2 separate regions of the Monodelphis domestica genome follow, and region 1 is linked to region 2. The links are chromatin contacts, called in public Hi-C maps. All regions are on one chromosome and are shown on one strand. Each heading gives the region's core, a stretch centred on a gene start, on an enhancer-like site or on the middle of the called end of the contact. The rest is flanking DNA. Distances are from core to core; before and after follow the strand shown. Region 1 holds the start of SNAI2 (snail family transcriptional repressor 2). Region 2 has its middle 390 kb from the start of UBE2V2.

Evidence for each region. Hi-C and Micro-C count contacts between places; a contact is called where the count stands out from the background.
Region 1: a contact with region 2 is called in a Hi-C map of spleen and liver, with 7 times the contacts expected there. The contact joins the promoter of SNAI2 here to the enhancer-like site in region 2. A contact is called at or near these places in 2 of 2 Hi-C or Micro-C datasets (limb and spleen and liver).

Annotation. Positions count from the first base shown.
Region 1 is chr3:294,202,627-294,208,022 of mMonDom1.pri, reverse strand. SNAI2 (snail family transcriptional repressor 2) reads left to right here and starts at 2,129. Exons shown (of 3, transcript XM_001368855.5): 1 at 2,129-2,508; 2 at 3,320-3,865; 3 at 4,861-5,396. The coding sequence starts at 2,430. The coding sequence ends at 5,042.
Region 2 is chr3:293,288,972-293,293,816 of mMonDom1.pri, reverse strand. No RefSeq gene overlaps it. Among named protein-coding and RNA genes, the nearest start is that of UBE2V2, 390 kb to the right of the region's middle. Within about 2 kb of position 1,511, at least 1 of the 2 cell types and tissues checked has open chromatin away from gene starts, as enhancers often do.

The DNA.
Region 1 (5,396 bases), core at 880-3,379, 910 kb before region 2:
AATTATAATCAACTGCTGTTGCAAAGAATCACATATTCAGAAAATAAATGTAAATATCTATCTTCTCCAATTATTGGAATGCACAACCGTTAGTACTTTGACCAACATTATTAGAAAGCAAATACTACAAACACATTTTAGCTACAACATTGCTCTTATAGTTCTTTACTGTTATGAATAGTCTCTGAAGTTATGAGAAAAGAATTTCATTATCTTCCAGGGAGTCAAAGGAGGAAATGGAAGCTCATGACAATTTGTGTTTACTCAACTGTATATTATATCTCTCTCTAACAAATTGTGCCTTTTTCAGGAAATGGGGTGAAAAGGGCAAAGAGGACTCTTGTTTCAATAATCTAGACTCCTAAATCTCTACCTCAACTCATAGAAAGCAGTAATCTCGGAAAACATGCACTGCATTATCCTCAGATTTATAGTTTGTTAGGAGAAACTTCAGTCCCAAGGGCTCTGATGTTGCCACTCACCTTTCTGTTTCCCTAGGTGCATTTCCTTCAGCTTGGAGACCCATCTAATTCTCCTTTACTATTCACCACTAAAGTTAGGGGCTTTATATATGTATATTCATGATTGTATGTGTGTGTGTATACATGGAGAGTGTTTACATATAAAGGCATATACATATATAAACACATATTAAATATATGATTGTGTATATAAAATCTCCCTTAGAAATTAGCTCAAGAAACTAGGGAACTTCCCACCACCCCATCTTCGTACACTTGTTTTGGCATCTCAAGATTAAGAAGTTATGCAGCTTGACAATGCACTTTACTCTTACAAGTCCTAACACAACCTTTTCTATTTGCTTCTTCACATTTCTCTTCCAGCACCTGTTAGAGGCAAAGCTGGGGTGGTCTTTATGCATGTTCCCTCATTAATAGTTCTCTGAGCAAGCTACAGATGGGAGCAAGAAAAAAAAATGATGTGTACTGAAGCATTTGGAAAGACACTTGTCATGCTTCAAAAATAAATCATGTGCCTTGGAATATTTTTTTTTACATTTTTAAGTTCACAATTTTAAAAAGTGAGGTATTTTTTATGTTTCTAGATAGACATTTCTCCTAACCTCTAGCTTTCTGTACTCATTACTGTATTCTGTTTCTACTGTCCTCCAGGAAATGAAATGATCCTAAAATTGATTTAAATGACTTTATCCTTAAAAAAAAATTACACCAAATTAAAAAAAAAAAGATTAATCTTTGAGATGTTTTCAAAGAAATCTCTCCACTCTTTCTCTAAAGTCACATTAAGAAGCATGATAGGCTAATTTATCATCATTTGGAAATGTGAGAGGATCTTCCACCAGTCCTGACAGAGTTTACCTAACTGTTGTGTAGATTAGCTGGGCATATTATTAAGCATTCAATTTTCCATTTCCTCAGATAATCATCTCTCTCATAGCAAGACAGCATTTCTCTCGAGCTACAGCAACTAATACAGTGAAATGATTACTCAATTTCCACGAGGAAATGTGATCTTGCTTTGCTGAAGCCATTTAAGATATAAAATGTATTCAACAGCGCTCAGAATGTGAATGGCATGCCGCTTCCTACAAGTTTTACAGACCAAAAGAACCTCCCTACTGTGAAGGAGCTTCCCTTCTCACTCACAGAAGCTTTTGTCTTCCCTCTCCTACCTTTCCTTTTCAAAAGCCAAGAGTTAATGATTTGGTTCATCTACAAGTAAAAACCTTTCAAGATGGCACTTCCAAATATAGATACTCATTAACATTGCAAGCTGACCCGTTATCATATCGTACTCTCCCTTTCCTTTCCTTAATGAACATTTTGTTCCGTCGTATTTGTTTTATCAAACATCTGGAAGCCAGACCTGTTGCAGAAAGAAATCGCAGTGTCTATAACTTATCTAGTTTTGTGTGAGTAAGAATAATAACTAGTGGAGCTAAATCGGTAAAATTACCTCTACTGAAAATACTTAAGCACTTAAAAAAAATATCCAACTGAAATTCCGAGGAACAACATACAGCCACTTTGAACCCGAATAATTTAGTCTGACAACAGACTCTGTTCACAGCTGTCCCGGGGGGAGGAGTTGAAACCTGAACCAAACCCTTACCTCGAAGCAATGATTGGATCCCGGCTCCCGAAAGGGAGGAGAACCCGCCCAGCCAAATGGGCTCAGTGAGTAAAAAAGCCCGAGCAGCTTCCGAAGTGATTGGACCGAGAGAAAACCGTGGCCCTACCCTCCTGCACCTGATAGTGGGTATTTACAGCACTTTGCAAGGAGTCTCTGCCCTGCTGTAGCTTTCCTTCACTGCATGGATTCCGCGGAGTAGACAATGCTAGAAGGACTAATGTGTGAGCAGTGATTTGGATTCCTGCACGGAACCTGGAGACCGTTATTCTAAAGCAAAAGACATTTTGGGAAAACTCCAAAGGCCTGACTTCAAAATGCCACGATCCTTCCTGGTCAAGAAACATTTCAATTCATCCAAGAAGCCAAATTATAGTGAACTGGACACACATACAGGTAAAAGAAAGAGAGAGAGAGAGAGAGAGAGAGAGAGAGAGAGAGAGAGAGAGAGAGAGAGAGAGAGAGAGAGAGAGAGAGAGAGAGAGAGAGAGAGAGAGAGAGAGAGAGAATGAATCTACCCTTTTCTAACCAAAATACATTTCAGTAACTGCTGTTTGCTTGGTTTGCGTTGTTATTTTATTTGGTAGATTGAAATATTTTTTTTATTTTGTTTTCACTATTTGGAGAAAAGCTTAATTCAGAAACTTGATCCATCACTTTATTTTTTCTGTAAAAGTATTTTGTGATTTAAGTACATTTTTAAAGCATTTTTTTTTTCTGAATTGACGGCTACCACTTGAAAACAAATTTCATGAAATGAGCTTGTTTTCCTTTTTAAAAGTTGCAGGAGAAATAAGTGCTGCTTAGAAATATAGAATACACATGTTTGAAAGAAAAACCTTATGTCATAAAGAATGGCAATGGAAAAGTCTATGTGTATATGCAGGCAGTTGTATGCATTTAGACTAGAGCTTACAAGTGAAGGTTAAGGATTAGGCTTTTAGAACTTCTTCTCTGTGTATTGCACTGATTGCTAATCTTTCAGGTGCTGTCATGGATATTTCCAGTGAATGTCCATGGACACAAATGCAATATGCATGGGAGTGTCATACTTTTAAACCGAATCTGCTTTACAAATGCCTCCATCTTCTCTTCTGGGCGTCTGTCTTGTACACTGTGAAATCCTATAAGCATTATTTTATAGCCTGTTAGCAGGAATTTTCCAGTTACTTTACCTTAATCCTCTTTTCTTTTCTCTTTTTGCCAGTGATTATTTCCCCATATCTCTATGAAAGCTACCCAGTGCCTGTCATACCACAACCAGAAATCCTCAGCTCAGTAGCCTACAACCCCATTACTGTGTGGACTACAAATGCTCCATTCCATTCGCCATTGCCCAATGACCTCTCTCCTCTTTCTGGATATCCTTCATCCTTGGGGAGAGTGAGCCCCCCACCTGCATCAGACACCTCATCCAAGGACCACAGTGGCTCAGAAAGTCCCATCAGTGATGAAGAGGAAAGAATTCAGTCCAAACTCTCGGATGCCCACGCCATCGAAGCTGAAAAGTTTCAGTGTAGTTTATGCAACAAAACCTATTCCACTTTCTCTGGGCTGGCCAAGCATAAGCAGCTGCACTGCGATGCCCAGTCTAGGAAATCTTTCAGCTGTAAGTACTGTGACAAGGAATATGTGAGCCTGGGCGCCCTGAAGATGCACATCAGGACCCACACGTTACCTTGTGTCTGCAAGATCTGTGGCAAGGCATTCTCAAGACCCTGGTTGCTTCAAGGACACATTAGAACTCACACTGGTAAGCAAAGGAAAAAACTGTTTTTGTTTTTAAATGTTAAGGCACCAATGCTACTTTATAATAGAATGAAGCTTTATGTTAACTTGGGCCTTTGCATTAGGTAAATGACATCAGTGCTCTTAAATGTGCCTGACGTTAATTTATAGCTGCTTCCTGGCTGCCCTCAGAGTCATTACAGCACAAAATGCTCGAGTTCTCCTTAACAACCTCTGCACTGCTGATTGCAAACATGCATTTAGACTTTGGAAAGGACTCTTCCATGTGCTGGGGGTTTGGTCTCAAAGATCAGTTAGAAAAGGTTGTCCCAGAATGTGTATTCTGTGTGCCTGCCCCACCCCCACCAGGAATCAGTGAGCACAAATGTTGCTATCTTAATCAATTGATTTAGCAAATAAATGAAAAGGTTACCCATAGGTCTTTTAGTTTTCCTTTTTCTGTTCTGGATAAACATGTTCTTGCTGCCATAGCTAGTAACCTCTTAGAGCCGGCTTCACCCATCATCCTCTCCACTTTTGCCCCTGCCTCACTGCATTTCTTATTCCTAGCACAGTATCCTGCCAAGAGGGTGGGGGTACCTGTTGCAGTGTAGCTGGAGATATAAGAAAGGATCAAACAGAGGAAAGGGCAACAGGGAGGGGAAAGAACAAATGCTTGGAAAAGCCTGACCAAAAACATTAGCTGCACCTGTTGTGAATCTGGAAACTTTAATAAGCAAGTCCCCTGATAGAACAGAGTATTTCCTCAAGTCCAGCAGCAATGAACAGTATTACAGCTACTCAGGCAGCATCCACTTTTGTCTTAAGGTGGCAGATATTAAAATTGTACACAGTAGGTGTCTAATAAATGTTAAATTAGGAACTTGAATGCCAAAGTTTACAGTTTCTGGCTTTTGGAGCTTAGGATGCCTGTCAGTCTTTCAGAGTTTTCTAGCTGTCTATTTTTCTTATCAAAGTCACTAATGTATTTCTTCCTCCTTGTCTATTTTATTTTTCCAGGGGAGAAGCCTTTTTCATGCCCTCATTGCAACAGAGCATTTGCAGACAGGTCAAATCTGAGGGCTCACCTCCAGACCCATTCTGATGTAAAGAAATATCAATGCAAAAACTGCTCCAAAACTTTCTCCAGAATGTCTCTCCTGCACAAACATGAGGAATCAGGCTGCTGTGTAGCACACTGAGTGATGCAATCATTGTTTACTCGGAACTGAATGCATTTCTTCACTCCTATTCCAAATGATAAATACAAGTCCAAAGGCATTTTCTCTCCTGCTTTCCAACCAAATTAGAGATGTATATTTTTTTAAGGTTGAAGACCATAGAATCCATCAGGGTTTCAGGTTACTCACTTCTTTTGGGAAGTTCAAAATTGCCATTCACCTACTAACATTTCAACTAGAATCTAAGGAAAAAGCAAACTGAGCTTTCTTCAGAGATGAAGCCCAAAGCACATGATCTCTTTTCTTGCTAAGAAAAGAATGCAAAGATTTACATTCCTGCCAAATCATTTCAATAGAGCACAAACAGTATTACTT
Region 2 (4,845 bases), core at 262-2,761:
TGATTCAATCGCTTACTTTACAGGTAAAGAAACTGAAGACCAGGGAGGATAAGTGGTTTGTCACTTAGGTAGTAAGCCTGAAGTTCGGATCTGAATTCAGGTCCTCTGATTCCATGACTATCTTCCATTGTACCACATCGACTATCACTTTTAATTTGATTCCTGGTCTTGAGAAATATCCTTGTTCCCTTTGTCTATTGCACCATTTACTACGATTGCACTGAGGACCTATATTCTGACCTAGGTCTTCTCAAAATGGTTAATATGAAGATAGGGCAAGAGGGCAAGTTTGGGTTTGCCATTGATTTGACCCAATTTCTGAATATCCCCAACTTCTCTCCCCAACCTACTTCCCTCTGCTTGTGCCTTGAAATTAAGGTTACTGCAATCAAAATTCTCTTTTTAGAATGCCATGCAGTAATGTATTAGAAGGAAGCAACTAGACTATTGATAGACTATTAGCCAACCTGGTCAAATGCCAGGCTGTTGACAATTGTAGCCATTAACTCTACCATCATGTTAGCCCTAACCCGACTCTCTTGAGAGACCCATACTGAAGTATATTTCTAAGACAGAATCAAGCTCAAGACCTTTCCTGATTCCTTTCATCCCACCAAAACATACCTGTCCTATGTACCACTTTTGGATAACTGGCTACCTAATCTGAAAACCTCACTCCAATAAGATAATAGCTAAAAGGCTTAGTATTATTTCTGTTACTAGGTAAAATGCAAATATATTTAAGAGAGTCAATAATTCAACCTAATGGAATAAGAAACGTAGGAGTTTCTGGCATTGAGACAGGGCTAATATGGAATATATTTTTGGATAGGGGAAGTCTTTGAATGTCTCTCAAACTATACCATACCAGACAGCAAGCTGGTTGAGCAATGCTTGAGGCTAGCCCTGCCCATATCCCTGAAAAACTAAGCCAACTCAACCACATGGATGGGGCACATATTAAAATAAATGAAAATGTGAATGATCCAAATTCTTTTTTTTTCCTTCTGGCCCTCACTACCACTCCCAGCAAACGTGCTTGCTCTATGTCTCACAGCAATCCAGCTTTGGAGAGAGAAAAAGAATACTTCCCTCCAATGGAAAAACCTACCTGCAGCCTTAATGATTTAGTAGGTGCCACTCTAACCTGAAATAATAAATAGCATTATGATGTCACTGTCTCACTGCTCATTTTTAGAGCCTCTGGACATTTCTTCCAAAAACATGAGCTTATGAATAGGACTCTGTGGTACACTGACATCTAGTTTATGGGTCAGTTCAGTGCGGACACAGAGCCAGGAGTGAGAGGCATTGCACAGGCCTTTTCCAGGGTGGATCATGATAGCCAAGTAGTCTTCCTGCTACAAAATGAAACAAGTCTTGAAACCAACTTAGGAATCAAAACGCCAAATCTTGAAATCAGGGCTGTCACAGTTGTGTAACTGTCTCTGGAGCAGGTTGCCTTAGTGACTGGGAGCATGATCCTCCTCCGTCACTGGTGGAGTAGTTTGACCTACAAAACATTTCATGCTTCACATTGACTCATGCCCATTTTCCTGAATGTCCCAGCATCTTGTGTATGCGTGTGTTCCCTGGGAAACCAGCTGGGGAGAAAGAGCAGGAGCCAAGTTTCAGATACACATTTTCCACTTCCAAGAGATTGTATTTATTTGTATCATGAAGGAGGGGGACTAAAATTATTGGGACAAAGAAATGGTGAGAAAAAATATAAGCAGGAAAAAGATGTCTGATTCTAAAGGCAACAAAATAGTCCTCATGGGCTTTGCAGATACCACAAAATAAGACCTCTCATTGACAGGATGGGTAACTACTTCAAAAGCCCTTAGCTTCTCCTAAATCAACATACTACTCCCTCATCTTCCGAATCTATCTTTTTCACTAAACCTTCGCTTCCCCACAGTGTAAGGACCATGCCTTTTATCTTTAACCCAAAGTCAAAGGTGTCTAAACCAATGCAGTTTTTCACATATAACAAATGCCCAGTAACTGTCTGATGAATGAATGCATTAAGAAATGAATGATGTCTTCCAGAACTATGAATAAAAGTTTACTAGGACATGAGGAAGCAGGGTTAATGAGGAAAACAAGCAATATTTCACTGTGGATATAGGATTCTTCAGTCTATCCTCAGCAAGCATCACACGAGCTTTCTCCATTATGCCTTATCTCCTACTCACAAATCTGATACCTTACACCAAGAAAAGTGAAGATGAAGTGTCCAAACCACATTTGGTTCACAAGGAAGTAAAGGATGCCTCTGCACAATCGTCAGCTACTCTGATCCTCCTTCCTTCTTTATGAAATCTGATGTGGTTATCTAAAAAAGTTATAGGAGACCAAAAATAAGCCCTTATGTCTTGTTTTTCTGAGCTGGCAGAAGCTCCTACTCCCTGTGGCTCAAAGTTTTATAAGCTACATTTAAAAAAATTAAAACACAGAAACCAATGACTTGCTATTTAAAGAAAATCTACTATTGCTCTATGAAACTCTATGAAAGAAAAGATCTTAATATGTATATATATATATGCAACATAATATTGCTTATAATCTGCATGAGACCACAAAGATTGTACAATCTTAGGGAGTTTTCAAGTTTTCAGCTTTTTATACAAAGCCAAAACATCTACTGGGGCAGCCAGGTAGTGTAGTGGACAGAGTGCAAGGCCTGGAGTCAGGAAGATTCATCTTCTGCAGTTCAAAGCTGGCCTCAGATATTAGCTGTGTGACCCATCAGGGCAAGTATTTAACCCTGTTTGCCTCTGTTTCCTCATCTATAAAATGAGCTGGAGAAGGAAATGGCAAACCATTCCTAGATATTTGACAGAAATCCCCAAATGGGATCACATAGAGTTAGACACAACTGAAATTGACTCAATGACAACAAAAAAATTTTTTGATGATTTGATTAATTTAATTTAGTCCATCCCCTCCTTCAAAAAAAAGGCAGTCCAATGAAATCAATAAAAATATCAATTTGTTATGATGTAGACAAAAACAACTAGCTGAATTTTTTAATTTTTCAAACAGTTGTTTGGACAGACCAAATATAATTGCTATCTCAAATATAACACTTTCTTTTTTCTCTCTTCATTACAGAAGTTTAGAAATAGCATCTTTATAAAAGAGTAAAAAACAATTGACGGGAAGATTAGCATACTGAGATCTTGATATGAGATAGAGGTAAGCCATAGACTACAAAGAGTATTTGTATAGATGAAATCATCAGAACAACAGATACCTGATGGAACAGATCTTCTTGCATTTCTATTTTGACCTATCTCATTCGCAGCAGTAGCAGAAACACAACATTTGAACTCTTACCTCCTAAATATTAGATGTATTATGTAAGGAAGTAGAAATAGCACTTAAGAAAATGAAATTAGAAAAAGCATCTGAACCTTATCAGATAGGTAAAGGAGACCTATACTAAGGATAACACAGAATTTTAAAATCATTTATGAATCAATTCCAAAGGAATCCCAAAAGAATGAAAAATGTCACAGATGATATTTCTTGCCTCCCTCCAACAAATACTTTCCAGTAATATATCAGAAATAGACTATATGAATAAATTCATATCACTACAAAATCTTTACTGAAAGGACTATGCATTACTAAAGGTTTCCCTGATGCAGATACAAAAAGGGAACAGATTGACTTTCATGGATAATTTTCTACAATGGACCACAACCTTTTAGCCATATAACAACAGAGTTTTACTATTATCTTTTCGTGTAAGTGCAGAAATTATAAAAGCTAGTTATCTATTGTCCTTTGATTTAAAAAAAATAAAAGGCATTTGGCCCAATAAAACAAACGATGTCCTAAAAGCCCTTCTCACACAAGGTGTTTCTAACACGTTTAAATTGTTGAAGATTCTATAACAAATACTACTACAAAATCTTTAAAACTTGTTATATATTGACATCATAAAAAGATAAATACTTGCCTTAGGTATTTGCCAACATCATGTAAAATGGATGTCTTCACAAGAGTTCCAAGAGAAAAAAAATTTCTTATTGATAGAAGGTTCTCCATACATACCTTATGCTAATTGCAACTCTCCCAGAAATCCCATAAAGCTGGTTTAGTGAAATTCAACCAATTCAAAAAATATTTAAATACCTAATACCTGACTGGCACTCTACTGGGTCTTAGGGATATATAAAGGTTTATAGTCTTTTAGAGTAGAGAGGGAGAGAGGAAGAGATAAATATGGATATAGCATGTGCATAATAAGTGAATATGATGTATGTTCTCATGGTAATGCAAAGTAAATTCAAAAAGTGGAAAGTACTTCTACATCAAGGAATCAGGAAATATCTGTCTAGGTATCTAGATATCTAGGTGTCTAGAAATATGTATCGAGGTACCTGAGCTGTGCTTTGAAAGAAGCTAAGGTTTCTATATGGTAGAAGTGAGAAGGGAGTACATGGAATACATGGAGTACCATTTATACAAAGACATAGAAATAGAAAATGGAATGTAGAAGATGGGGAAATAGATGGCAGGCCAGTTTTACTGAAAGAGAGAATGCATGACTAGGAACTGAGATGGAATCCTCATTGTCAAAGGCTTTAAATGCAAGGCTGAAGATTTTTAGAGCCACAATAATTCAAAAGAAATTGGTTTAACCAGCCATATTTCAAAATAAAGTGATGAAAAACTCATTTTGCTCATTTTGATATGTTGTTTGGTAAGAAGCCTGTTGAGTTTATGTATGTAAATCCATATCCACTAATATCTTAGATGGGTGTTATAGGTGGTTTGTGAAATTAACATAAAACTATAACTCATAGGTGGTACATATGTATTAAGGTAGGA